Regions from separate parts of the Mus musculus genome. Here region 2 is linked to region 1. The links are chromatin contacts, called in public promoter capture Hi-C maps. All regions are on one chromosome and are shown on one strand. Each heading gives the region's core, a stretch centred on a gene start, on an enhancer-like site or on the middle of the called end of the contact. The rest is flanking DNA. Distances are from core to core; before and after follow the strand shown. Region 1 overlaps Kif2a (kinesin family member 2A). Region 2 overlaps Gm31452 (a long non-coding RNA gene).

Region 1 (6,219 bases), core at 1,218-3,717:
ACAAAATACTTGAGATAATGAAAGATGGGTTTGTTTTGTTTTGTTTTTTTGTTAACTGTTTGAAAGTTTCAGTCCATGGTCACCAGGCCTTGTTGCTTCTGTAAGACAGTATTATGACAGGGAGGGATGATGTGGGGCAAAGGGACTCAACTAAAGACAAGGTGTGAGGCAGGAGGGGAAGGGAAGGGAAGAGGCCCCCGGACCAGTAGTTTCACCAACCTTAGGGTTGGGGACCATTTTATATTTAGACTACAACACCCACTGTCCTAATGACTAGTATTTAGCTTCCTGCTTTTTTGGAGATAATAAGTTTAGCTCAACTATACTTGTGGATGCTTCATGTACCTAAGATGAAAATTTTCTGAACTTTGATTCTCTATTTTCATTTTGACATTTCTTGCCAACGTTAACAGTATGATTAGAAAACCCCTTTTGTATTTGGTTTAGAAATTAGTTTGGCATTGTGGTGATGGACACAGTACATTCAGGTTCTTTGCAATGAATATATAGTAAGGGTGGGATTAAATAAAAGAGTAGGAGCTGGCAAGATGGCTCATTTACTAAAGTGATTACTGTGTTGGTATAAGCCTTAAGTAAGTCCTCAGCAGCCACATAGAAAGCTCCACATAAAAAGCTTGCAATCCCAGCTTTGGGAAGGCAGAGCTAGGCAGATCCTTGGAGCTTGCTGGCCTAGCATAACAGCCCCAGGTCCCAGTGAGAGACAAAAACAAGGTGGATGCCTCCCGAGTAACCCCATTGTCATTTAGCCTTAAAAATGAACACACACGCATACATGACATCATTGACATTTAGCTTTAAAAATGAATGCACATACACCCAACAATCTGCAGATTATATTGATGCAGCTTTTCTTTGTATACTTTTGTTTAAAATGTTAATTTCTTTGCCAAGCTTGGTGGTACACCCTTTAATCCTGACACTTGGGAAGCAGAGGCAGGCAGATATCTTGAGTTTGAGGCTTGCCTGCACTACAGAACAGATAGAACTACACAGGGAAAGCCTGTCTTGAAAAACAAAACAAAGTTAATTGCTTTGACATCTCTAAATGCAGGTCTTTTCTAAGTAAAAACTGACCTAAAACTAAGTTCATTGAATAACTGATTTGATTGAAAGTTGCTCCAGATTTGTTTTTCCTGGCTAAGTTTGTAGAATTTTTTTCTCAAAGGAAGCAGTCCAAGAGATCGAATGCTGAAAAGTCAAGGTATTCGTCTCCTGTGCACTAGGAAATCCATACCAATTATTTGTTACTTTTATCTCTTTAGTCGTCATCATACTTTTAGAACTCATAAACAGACTATCCAAAGAATTGCCGTGCATTGACAATTTAAGAAATGTTTCTATGTCAGGGTTTCTCTGTATAGCCCTGGCTGTCCTGGAACTCACTTTGTAGACCAGGCTGGCTTCGAACTCAGAAATCCTCCTGCCTCTGCCTCCTGAGTGCTGGGACTAAAGGCGTGCGCCACCATGCCCGGTGGCTTTTTTTTTTTTTTTTAATTCTAGGTTTTGTTTGGAGATTGGGTGTTACATAGAGGCTTGACCTCTAACTTGGCTATAGCCAAGGATGACCTTGAACCTCTTGATTTCCTACCATCACCTACCAAGCCCATTTAATTCCAGAGGCTAGGAAAGAGATCTGCCGTTATAAGTCATTCTGAGAGTTTCTGAGATGCCTCAGTGGGTAAAGGTGTCTGCTGCCACACCTAACAGCTGAGTTTGATCTCTGAGATCTACGTGGTAGAAGCAGAAAACAGGCTCCTGCAAGTTGTCCTCTCACTCCACATGGGCGTTGTGGCATGTGTGGATTTTCATGCATAAACACAAATAAAACGTAATAAAGCATTTTAAATGACTTTAGGAGGCCAGGGTAACTGATATCAAATTTTAATACAGTTGCTGTGAGAAAGGAGGATTGTTGACCTATGTCCAAAATAATATTCAGTTCATTTACAACCAGATTCTGTAATAGTTTGATGCTATTAATTTACTTTTTGGAATGGGAAAACTATACAAGCAAGCAAAAAGGCCAAGACAAACTCTTAAGAGCAGTTAGGTGGGAGAGACTGTTTTAGAGTAAAGTAAAGCTCTCATGACAATTGTCTTAGTTAGGGTTTTACTGCTGTGAAGAGACACTATGATCAAGGCAACTCTTGTAAGGACAACATTTAATTGGGGCTGGTTTACAGGTTCAGAGGTTCAGTCCATTATCATCAAGGCTGGAGCATGACAGCATCCAGGCAGGCATGGTACAAGCAGAGCTGAGAGTTCTACGTCTTCATCTGAAGACTGCTAGCAGAATACTGGCTTCCAGGCAGCAAGGATGAGGGTCTTAAAGTCCACACCCACAGTGACACCTATTCCAACAAGGCGGCACCCACTCCAACAGGGCCATACCTTCTAACAGTGCCACTCCCTGGCCCGAGCATATACAAACCATTACAACTGTGTACCTTGGATTCAGAGATAAGGAAGTCAAGTCATGCTTGTGTGCTTCAACTATGAGGAAGTGGTGTTGCAGATAGCCCGAGAAAGTGCTTTATAGGAAATGGTGCTGAACAAGTTGTTTTTCATAAGGACAGGAAAGGAAGTTGGTTACCATATACACCAAGTACCCAGAGATTTAGGACATGAATATGAACGGGTGTGTTATACTTTTGAAGAAAACATAAGAAACTGTCTTAAGTGATCTCAGTCTGCTGAAAAAGTTTATACAAAAGAGATAATTATAAAAAAGTTTGTTCTTAGAGGTATGTGTTGGTAAAAGTGATGAAAGCTTCAGATTGCATGGTTTCCAGTTAATCTGGTCATGTGGCAAAAAGCAAATATCACCTCATCTTGCTACATTTTACTTTCTCTAGAGTTTAGTGTTAGCTGGTGGATCTGGTTGGTTTTGTTTTGTTTTAAACTAGATTTATGCATTAAATTTTTTTTTAATGCGTACTTTGCCTGCATGTATGTCTGAGGGCAACTTGCATGCCTGGTGTCTTTGGAGGCTAGAAAAAGGTATTAGCTCCCCTGGAACGGGAGTTCCAGATGGTTGTAAACCACCATATGGGTGCAGAGCCATCTCTCTAGTCCCCACCTGGCTGTTTAGTATTTTAAGGCTTTCTGCATCTCTGCCTTGGCAATTGGGGTTTCAGATGTCCCAGTGACTTGAAACCAGCTCATGCTGGGTGTTCTTGATTTTCTTTATTTTCTCTTTATTGCCAATCAGTGTAGGCTGTTTCTAGAGGTTCAAGACTTTGCCACTGTGATTTATTGTATGAATACTTCATATTTTGCTTTATATTTCATCACACCTAGTTATTAGTGTAGAAGCCCCTCTTAAAACTTGGGATGTGGAGCCAGGCGTGGTGGCGCACGCCTTTAATCCCAGCACTTGGAAGGCAGAGGCAGGCGGATTTCTGAGTTCGAGGCCAGCCTGGTCTACAAAGTGAGTTCCAGGACAGCCAGGGCTATACAGAGAAACCCTGTCTCGAAAAACCAAAAAAAAAAAAAAAAACTTGGGATGTGGAAATGGTGCAGTAGGAATGGTAAGCAGTAGGAATATTTTTAATGGCATGTGTATTCCATTTTCAGTTGTGTTCATCATGGCATAATTTTACAGACCCAGTCATACTCCTCTGCCCCTACCATAGCCTCTCCACTTCCTGCTGGTTGTTCTTTGTTATCTTGCTCTAAGACAAGTTCTTGCTACATACATACAGTTCAGACTAACCTGGAACTTGCTCTATAGGTCTCAGTTGTAGTCTTCCTGCCTCTGATTTCTGAGTGGCCACTGTGCCCATCAGGGTGGGGTTTTTTCATCAGGGTATCTGGTATCCAGACATACTTTCCTGGGGCCCAGGTTGTTTCCTTTCTTGTTGTTGATGGAACACTGACAATGTCTCTTACCTTTCCCAAAACTTGTTACTATGATTAATGGTTATTATTTTATGAGATTGCCAGGGATGGTAGGGGCAAGGGTAGCTGCTGGGTCAGCCTGTACTCAGGTTTGATAAAGCAGTGATAGATCGTCCCAGGCTGATGGCGACTAGGTTTGCCCCAGGATGACTTCTCATGTCACTCTTGAGACCATTCTCCATTGTCACTTCTGGTTCAACTCATTTTCTGTTTTCATGATCTTGTTAGATGTAGTAGGCACACTGCTTTGGCATCACTAAGGAAGACCTTCTTCCATTGCAGGAGAACAGTTAACTGACGACCTGAGCTTATCAGAAGCTCCACAGTCCTTATCTTTTGGCTGAGTACTGAACATTTAATGGGAAACATGGTGTAGTGGCTATTCCTGGTTGTCAACTTGACTATATTTGGAATGAACTACAATCCAGAATTGGAAGGCTCACCAGTGACCCTATTCTGGAGGCTGGGAGATAGAAGTTTCTGATCTGGATCTTGGTATGGAGATCTTGAGGCATAGAGGCTTTGGATTCCAGAAGATTAAGACAGGGAGATCTTCGAGTTCAAGGTCATCGCATGCTTGCCTTGTGGGACTGAGTAACTGCTAGATCCTTGGACTTCCATTCACAGCTACTACTGAACCATTGTTGGGAATTGGACTGCAGACTGTAAGTCGTCAATAAATTCCTTTACTATATAGAGACTATTCATAAGTTCTGTGACTCTAGAGAACCCTGACTAATACACATAGGTAGCTAGTGTGCCTGTTTAACCCAGGGCAGGACTCCTCTAGTGTAAAGCCCCAAACTGCATTGAGCACAGTCCTGTTTGCTCTGTGGGGAGGTCTGAGGCTTCCTCTGCTTGTTGCTGCTGCATCATGTCAACAACCTTGGCTTCACAGGTGTCAGATTTCCAACATGGCTTTCCATGCCAGTCTTTCTCTTCCTCTTATGTTACAGTAAATCTCGTCTAATCTTTTCTTACTATGTCTCTCAGAGGACCCAGTTGATGCATCCTTCTCTAGTTATTTACCTCATTTCCTCTGATTGAAATGAGGATGTTAAAAAAAATTGCATTTAGTATATTTGTGTATGGGGGAGGCAACTTGTGGGAGTTGCGTCTTTCCTTCTATCATGTGGATCCCAGGAATCAAGCTCACGAGCTCAGGGCATCAGACTTGGTGGCAAGTGCCTTAACATGCTGAGCCATCTCCTCCAACCATTCTTTCTCAACTTGTCTGTTTTGGTTCTCCCCATTATTTCATAGTGATTGTCTCTCTCCATCTGGGAGTCCTGCTTCCGCTCTAGTGCCCACTGGGAGAGAATGGCAACGCCTACTCAGTTGTTTTCACACCGCTGACGTTTAAGTCCTTCACTTAGCGTTTTTCAGAGGAGAGATAATAGAGACAGTATTGTCTGAGATGAGATCAGTCAGTAGTCACTCTAGTAAGGGATAAATGAAGTTAGAGGTTATAAGATCAGGTAGTTTTTTTAAGGGGGAGGTGGTTATTAAAAGAGTTATTGGCTGGGCATGATGGTGCAAGCCTTTAATACCAGCACTTGGGAGGCAGAGGCAAGAAGATAAACTGAGTTTGAGGCCCACCTGGTCTGCATAGCAAGTTCCAGGCTAGCCAGGGTAACAGTAAGATGCTGTTTTATTAGTTAGTTAATTGATAGACTAACATTTTGTCCTTTACTCCGAATGGGCACTGTTGAAAGACTTTTGAGCAAAAATGTGACTCTGTGCATGTGTGCGTGTGTGAGGATTTGTGTACGTGTGTATGCCACCCAGTAGAGTTGGTGATTTATTTGGTAGTGTAAAGAAAGTGGAGACGATTTCACCCTCCCTCCACTTGATTCCCCAAAGACAGGGTCTCAGCCTGGACCTGAGCTTGGATCCAGCAAGCCTGCTACCACTCCATGGCCAACAGTGTTAGGTTCACAGGTACATGACCATACTTTGCTTTTTATATGAGTTCTAGGGATTTGAACTCAGGTTCTTCGGCTTATACAGCAAGTGCTCCAGCCTTCCTGTTTATTTTTGTTTTGTTTTTGTTTTGTTTTGAAATAAGTTCCTATCTGACCTGGAGCTCAGGCTGTTCTCAGACTTGCAGTAATCCCTGTGTGTCAGTTTCCCTAGTGCTGATACTACAAACATGCACTGCTATACTCAGCTATAATTAAGTTTAAACCAAAATCATGGTGGTTAATGTGTGGAGAACAGAATGGAGGGAAAAATGGTCAGAAATGGACACTAGTTGAGAGAGTATTACAGTCATATCATACAGTGATGCAAATCTGT
Region 2 (6,219 bases), core at 1,116-3,615, 100 kb before region 1:
GCTTATGAAAGTGAGTACACAGAAAATGACTTAAATGAGCCAACACCAAAAAAAGCAGGCTAATATGGAATCATACAGGCAAAAACATTGAAGGATTATAAAACTCTAAACTCTCAGGGCAGGAGAGATGGCTCAGTGGTTAAGATCACTCCCTGCATCAAAGACCTCCACATAAAACCAGAGACACTGAAAGTGGGGAAAAGCCTCAAAGATATGGGCACAGGGGAAAAATTCCTAAACAGAACAGCAATGGCTTGTGCTGTAAGATCAAGAATTGACACATGGGACCTTATAAAACTGCACAGCTTCTGTAAGGCAAACGACACTGTCAATAGGATAAAAAGGCCACCAACAGATTGGGAAAAGATCTTTACCAATCCTAAATCTGATAGGGGACTAATATCCAATATATACAAAGAGCTCAAGAAGCTGGACTCAGAAATTCAAATAACCCTATTAAAAATGGGGGTTGTGGATGTGCTATTAAGGATCAGCCCTTAGTGAGGCTTTCTTGGGTTAAGGTTCAGGGTCAGGCTCAAAGGTTCTCAAATGAGGTAGGTGGCTATTGTTACTCCCATCAGTCGGGAATAAGACCACCACCACAGTTTAAAACCAAATCGTAAACAATCACACTTTGCAAGGGCTTAAAAAGACAAACCTGCAAGGCTATTGCAATTCCCGTTAAAGGTGAGCATAAACCCAGACGTATTTCCTGCCTATGAATACTCCCGCACCTACATTCAATCAGGGGTGAGAATACATCCTGAGGTATTTTCTGCCCACGAACCTCCGGCCTACCTGTGATCAACCACATCTGGTGCAGGCGAGTGAAACTTGTTTAGAGAAATGAAAACATCAGTAACCTCCGGTGTCTAATTTTCGTTCTCACACTGTGAGGGGGAGCAGCGATGAGGACGCACAGGGTCCATCTGGGCAGGTATGCGCCTGCTCTTGTAGCGCCACACCCATAGGGAAGCAGCTTTGAATGTGAGGGCCACACCCACAGTCTACACTCTTTAGCCTCTGCCTTCCTCCCTACCAATTCAGCTGCTCCCTCCACTTATTTTGTTTCATTTTGCTTTTAATGTTTCCCAACACTGATTCCCCACTATTCTATGTAGCTGAGGATGACTTTAAACTTCTGTCTCTGTCTCCCAAATGCAGGGATGCCATCCATGCTCGGGCACACCAGCTTGCTTGCTTGCTTGCTTGCTTGCTTGCTTGCTTGCTTGCTTGCTACTTTGATTCTGGACTTTTCTGAGTTTCTCTTGTTGGCTGCTGTCTCTGACACATCTGGCTGTCATCCATGAGTGGTCTAACCTCCTGGGCAGATACCCATTATTAGATCTATTTTAAATATGATTGCCTTAGGCCAAGTGACAAATTCCTAATCAGTCGCTCACAGTCAGTTATCGGGATCAGGTGACAGAAGGCCTGCCACTGGGCTCCAGAGGTAAAATCTGCGCATGTCCACTACCGCATCAGTCACAACAGAGTGCAAGTTTTTCTTCACAGTCTAGTTCCCTGCAGGACACTAACCCTAAGACCGGTAATGGCATCTTCCTCTTCACACCTCCAGCACAAAGCTGGTGCCGGGTAGGCTCTCAGTATAGCTCTGTCAAAGTTAATTGAGCCGACAGTAAAAGCAGACAGCCAAATTTGAATCGCAGGGATGATATTTCTCTGCTGCTCAATGAGTGCAAATTACTTGACCTTTCTGAACTTTCTCCTCCTATGTAGGAAGGTCTTTATTGCACGCCACAGAAATCCACTGTTACAGATTTCTTCTCAGATAACAAAAGATAAATGCACTTAATTTACAATATAAAAACCTTCATGATAAATATTAAATAAGACATCGGCATACATGTCGCCTCTCTGGCTGTACCTCTGCCATGTGTTGTAACTATGTGCAAATATGTGTTCCTTCCCATCAGAGGGTCCCAAAGAACGGGATCTGGGCTTCCCTAACTTCTGTATCCTTGTCTCCTCCTACGCTAAAGCTCTGCACAAATTAATAGTGTGAAAGGTCAGCAGATTCAGGTACCGCTTGTACTTAAAATCTTCACATTAGGGTTTTTTGTTGTTGTGTTTTACAAATCAAACACTGGTCGCATGAAGCATCATGCATACATTAAATTCAAATCTATCTATCTTCGACAATTCAGAATGCTGAACAGTTTCTCAGAGCAAATGAAATCGAGGCTCATGGGGATCCAGTCTTTCAGTGTGTGTCTCCATCTACTGTATTTACAGGAGAGTTGCTCCCTCTCAGAGTGACTTTCCTCAGCTTCTCTCTGCGGACAGTCAAGCCGCAGCCCTGGGATACGAGTGCATGTCCTCAGCAGCCACTAGGGGGCAGGCTAGCGTCTCTTGCAGAGTACTTACCCCCAAGGGCAAGTGAGTCTAGAGGAAACAGTAAATACACCAGTTGTGACCGCGTTGTTTCCAAATGGAAAAATACACGCGGGCATGTCCAGATTCTCATTTCGTATTCCTTTCGCTGGATATGTGATCCTTCGGCTCAGCTTACCTCTTGTTTTCTATTTCCTCCTTCCAAGTCTTTCTCCTACGGGTTGCAACAAATGAGCCTTTTTTCCCTTTGAGAGGCTTAACCCACAAAAACAAATCAGGAGGTGACACAAACACTGCATAATTTAGTTAGTGAAGGTTTGATGGCTGAGGTTTCATTTGGGTTTCTCTTAGAATAAAGCCTGATTTTTCTCAAGTTTTTCATGTATTAAACAGCTAGTCAAGATGAAGGGGAGACAGAGATTCAAAGAAACAAAATAAAAACAAACAAACAATGAGCGGGAAAGGGATGGGAGGTCTGTTATAGAGGGAGATCAGAGAATAAACAACTGCTGAAAGATAGCTTCAGAAAAGAAGTTGACCTGAGGGTCCTATTGGTCCATGCCAAGATATCAGCACCAGACAGACAGCTGTCTGCTGCTGGCTGGAACTTCCGCAATTGTGACAGCTGCTTCCTCATCTGGAATGAAAGTGATTTGGACTAGATAATCTTCTAACTCAAAAGTGGGTCTGTGCCAAACGAGGGAAAGCATGGGGTGGGTGTATAAGAAAAACTCTGGGAGACTCTGAGAACAAACAAACCGAGTGCAAAGCCAGAATTATCTACCAGAACACCTGCTTGCAGACACAGTATGTCCTCCCAGATAGAGCTCCGCCCCTACCTTGCCCCTGACCTTCCATCTACTACTGCAAGCCCAGGGGAGGTGGAAGGCCTCTGAGCCCCAGGAACTACGGAACAACGGGACTGGTGTAAGAGAACTGGTGTGGGCTGAGACTCTGAAGGAGACATTTTCAACCCTAAATGACAAACTACTAGCATTCTAACAAGAACTTGCTCTATCCTGGCTAGGGGAATATACACCCCTGGGGACTGGGTCGATCTTCTGTCCTGGGTGGTTTGAGCTGAGCTGCAGGTGTCCCTGTGAACATTATATGACATTTAGGAAAAGCCAGTATCTTTTGATCTTGCCTGCACTGTTGCAATTATACTAATTTCATAGCACCCTAATAGTCAACCAGGCTGTGGTTTCAAAGCTAATACTGTTCTCTAACATCATGATAACCGATTAATTACTATTTACCAAGCTCACATTTTCATGTTAATATTTCTGAGAGCTGTCTCCACATAATCACCATAATTACTGGTGATAGAGCTTCCACCCCTTAAAGTTAGATTACTTATAGCCAGTGTCCTTATAGGTGTAAAATATTACTTTACACATAAAATATACATGTATGTGAAAAAGTCAACATAAACTGCTACAAATTTGCTTCATCTGCAATTTCAAATATGCACCACTAGGGGGATGATGCTATTTAAATGGTCACTCTAGGGCTCAGTTCTAAAATGCAGATTCCTAGGCCTTGCGGACTTAAGAATTTTCTGAGTAGGAGGTTGTAAAATATCTGCCTTTTAAATAAATCTCCGGAGTGAATTTGAGGCATGCTGTCAGATATCAGTAATTAAACTCTTTCTAGCTCGTGTAACTGCCCTGCTCTCTCTCTCTACAGAAAAATTACCATCAAAATGAAATCCACATTTCTCGCAGCGGGCCTCAAGTCCCTATGAGATTAAAACTTAATCAGCTCTCCTAGGACCTCCGATGCTCTTCTCTCGCTGTTCTTTAGAGAAACCTTGGGGCTTTAGAGCGAAGTCGTTCCTCACCTCTAGCCCCCCATCCTCGGGACTGACTTCTTTCTCTTCTTTTGTGAGTCTGATCACCTATCACCTCTCCAGAGAGACTTTTACCCCTACCTCTTGCCTGATGTGTCAACAGCAGCTGGTGGAAGGAAGGCATGGGTTTCTAGAGGAAGACAAAATTAATGCAGACCCTTTCGTAGTCACCAAGCTGAGGCTCAGTGTGTGTGGTGAATGGATTCATGAATAGACATTTATTTTAATGAGCAGAATAATTCTAAGTGAAAAGTGAAACCCTTTCTTGATTAATTCAGCTAATCAATGGTTTTCTAAATATTTCTTTTTTTAAGGTTTTTTTTTTTTAATTTTATGTATGTGAGCACACTGTACTTGTAGAGATGGTTGTGAGCCTTCATGTGGTTGTTGGGAATTGAACTCTTAGAACATCTACTCAGTCCAGTCGGCCCCACTCAATCTGGTCAACTCTGCTCACTCAGTCCCTGCTCGCTCCAGCTCAAAGATTTATTTACTAATATGTATAGGTACACTGTAGCTGACTTCAGACACACCAGAAGAGGGCATCAGATCTCATTATGGGTGGTTGTGAGCCACCATGGGATGGTTGCTGGGATTTGAACTCAGGACCTGCAGAAGAGCAGTCAGTGCTCTTACCCGCTGAGCCATCTCACCAGCCCTAAATATTTCTCTTTATTTTGTGTATATGAGTGTTTTTGCCTACATGCTTGTATGTGCACCTTGTGCATGCTGTAGCCAGAGACCAGAAGATTCATGGATCCCATGAATCTCGGAATTACAGATGATTCTGAGATAGCATGTGGGAGCTGGGAACCAAATTAGTCTGGGTTCTCTGTAACAGCAGCAAGTGTTCTTAACCACTGATCATCTTTGCAGTCAATGGTTTTTTAAACGTTGTTTTCCACATGCAGTTCTTATCAAACCAGCAGTTTTGTGTACCGTGTACTATGCTAGTCACCGACTTAAGGACAAGTTTCACAACACAAAAAGGAAAGTTTATTCACAAGCAGCCCAGCGCCCATAGAAGGGCAAGACTCAACCTGTCTTCCTAAGGATAGCATTTAAGATAGCACTAGGATGAAGAAGTAAGGTGGCTTCAGGCACAGAAAGGTGACTGGAGAGAGGTAAAGCCATCAAGAATCTGAGTACACAAATGAAACTTCATGACACGATCTGAGGACGGGAGCTTTGGATCTGCTAACATCGAAAGACACCTGCGCAAACCCTAATGAAGTCAGTGGTTCCAACAAAAGCAACCTTCAAGCCTTGAAAAGTAATCCAGACAACTATGTCCCATAGGGTTGCTCTGTGCCAAAGCTAGAGAGAGAGAGACTAATAACGTATACTGCTCAGCTGTATTGGCCTCCACACTTTCAATTAAACTCATCTAAATGAAAGCAAGCCAACCTTGAAAGTTGGCCTTTCCCTTAGATTCAGGCACACACTAACTAACTATTGGTTTTAATCAGTGACAGACCACATACACACCAGTGGTCTGATAAGACTATATTGCCTGGTAAGACTGAAGCCATCTTGGTTTGTGTATGTATATTCCATGATGTTTGCACAATAATGAGATCTAAGGACATATCCCTGTCATTAAGCTCTGTGACTATGCACCCAACATTCACACTGGCCATCTTTGTCTTGCCTCCTGGGAATAATTTTCTACAGGAGAGTGAGGAAAGACACACCATAAAAGGACGCTTCCAAATGTTCACTGTTGTATGAATTTAAAGCTGTGTGCTCAACATATTTTATCACAATATTAATTATCTCATGAAAAATCATTTTAATAGAAAAATTCCAACAAGATCTTCAGGCATCATCTAAACCTAATGTAGTAACACAATCCATTTCCTGAGCATTGAAGACATTTGTTGTGTGGCCTTAAGACTCTTCTCTACCCTGCTGACCCTACTGTCTAAAATACTGACCTTACTGGAAACCGTCATATGAGTTTTCTTGGGCTCTGGTGTTTTGTTGTTTTGTGTCGTTTTGGTCTTGAGTTT

Evidence for each region. Capture Hi-C pulls out chosen DNA fragments and counts their contacts.
Region 2: a contact with region 1 is called in a promoter capture Hi-C map of adipose tissue. The contact joins two enhancer-like sites. A contact is called at or near these places in 2 of 39 promoter capture datasets (the C10 cell line and the HPC-7 cell line), 5 of 15 datasets of contacts at CTCF or cohesin (CD8 T cells, the G1E-ER4 cell line, hippocampal excitatory neurons and 2 more), 69 of 484 Hi-C or Micro-C datasets (the 63-12 cell line, B cells, CD4 T cells and 39 more), 16 of 115 datasets of contacts at active chromatin or transcription factors (the 230-238 cell line, CD8 T cells, the HPC-7 cell line and 10 more) and 4 of 9 other capture datasets (adipose tissue, liver, macrophages and 1 more).

The regions. Positions count from the first base shown.
Region 1 is chr13:106,995,114-107,001,332 of GRCm38.p6, reverse strand. All of the region lies in intron 1 of Kif2a (kinesin family member 2A), which reads left to right. Among named protein-coding and RNA genes, the nearest start is that of Kif2a, 24 kb to the left of the region's middle. Within about 2 kb of position 2,467, at least 101 of the 459 cell types and tissues checked have an H3K27ac peak or open chromatin away from gene starts, as enhancers often do. A contact at or near this core is called in the 230-238 cell line, CD4 single positive thymocytes, CD8 T cells and 9 more, where this site is marked.
Region 2 is chr13:107,097,922-107,104,140 of GRCm38.p6, reverse strand. It overlaps Gm31452 (a long non-coding RNA gene), which reads right to left. Exons shown (of 5, transcript XR_001781044.2): 4 at 6,145-6,219. Among named protein-coding and RNA genes, the nearest start is that of Gm41051, 21 kb to the left of the region's middle. Within about 2 kb of position 2,365, at least 105 of the 459 cell types and tissues checked have an H3K27ac peak or open chromatin away from gene starts, as enhancers often do. A contact at or near this core is called in the 230-238 cell line, CD4 single positive thymocytes, CD8 T cells and 9 more, where this site is marked.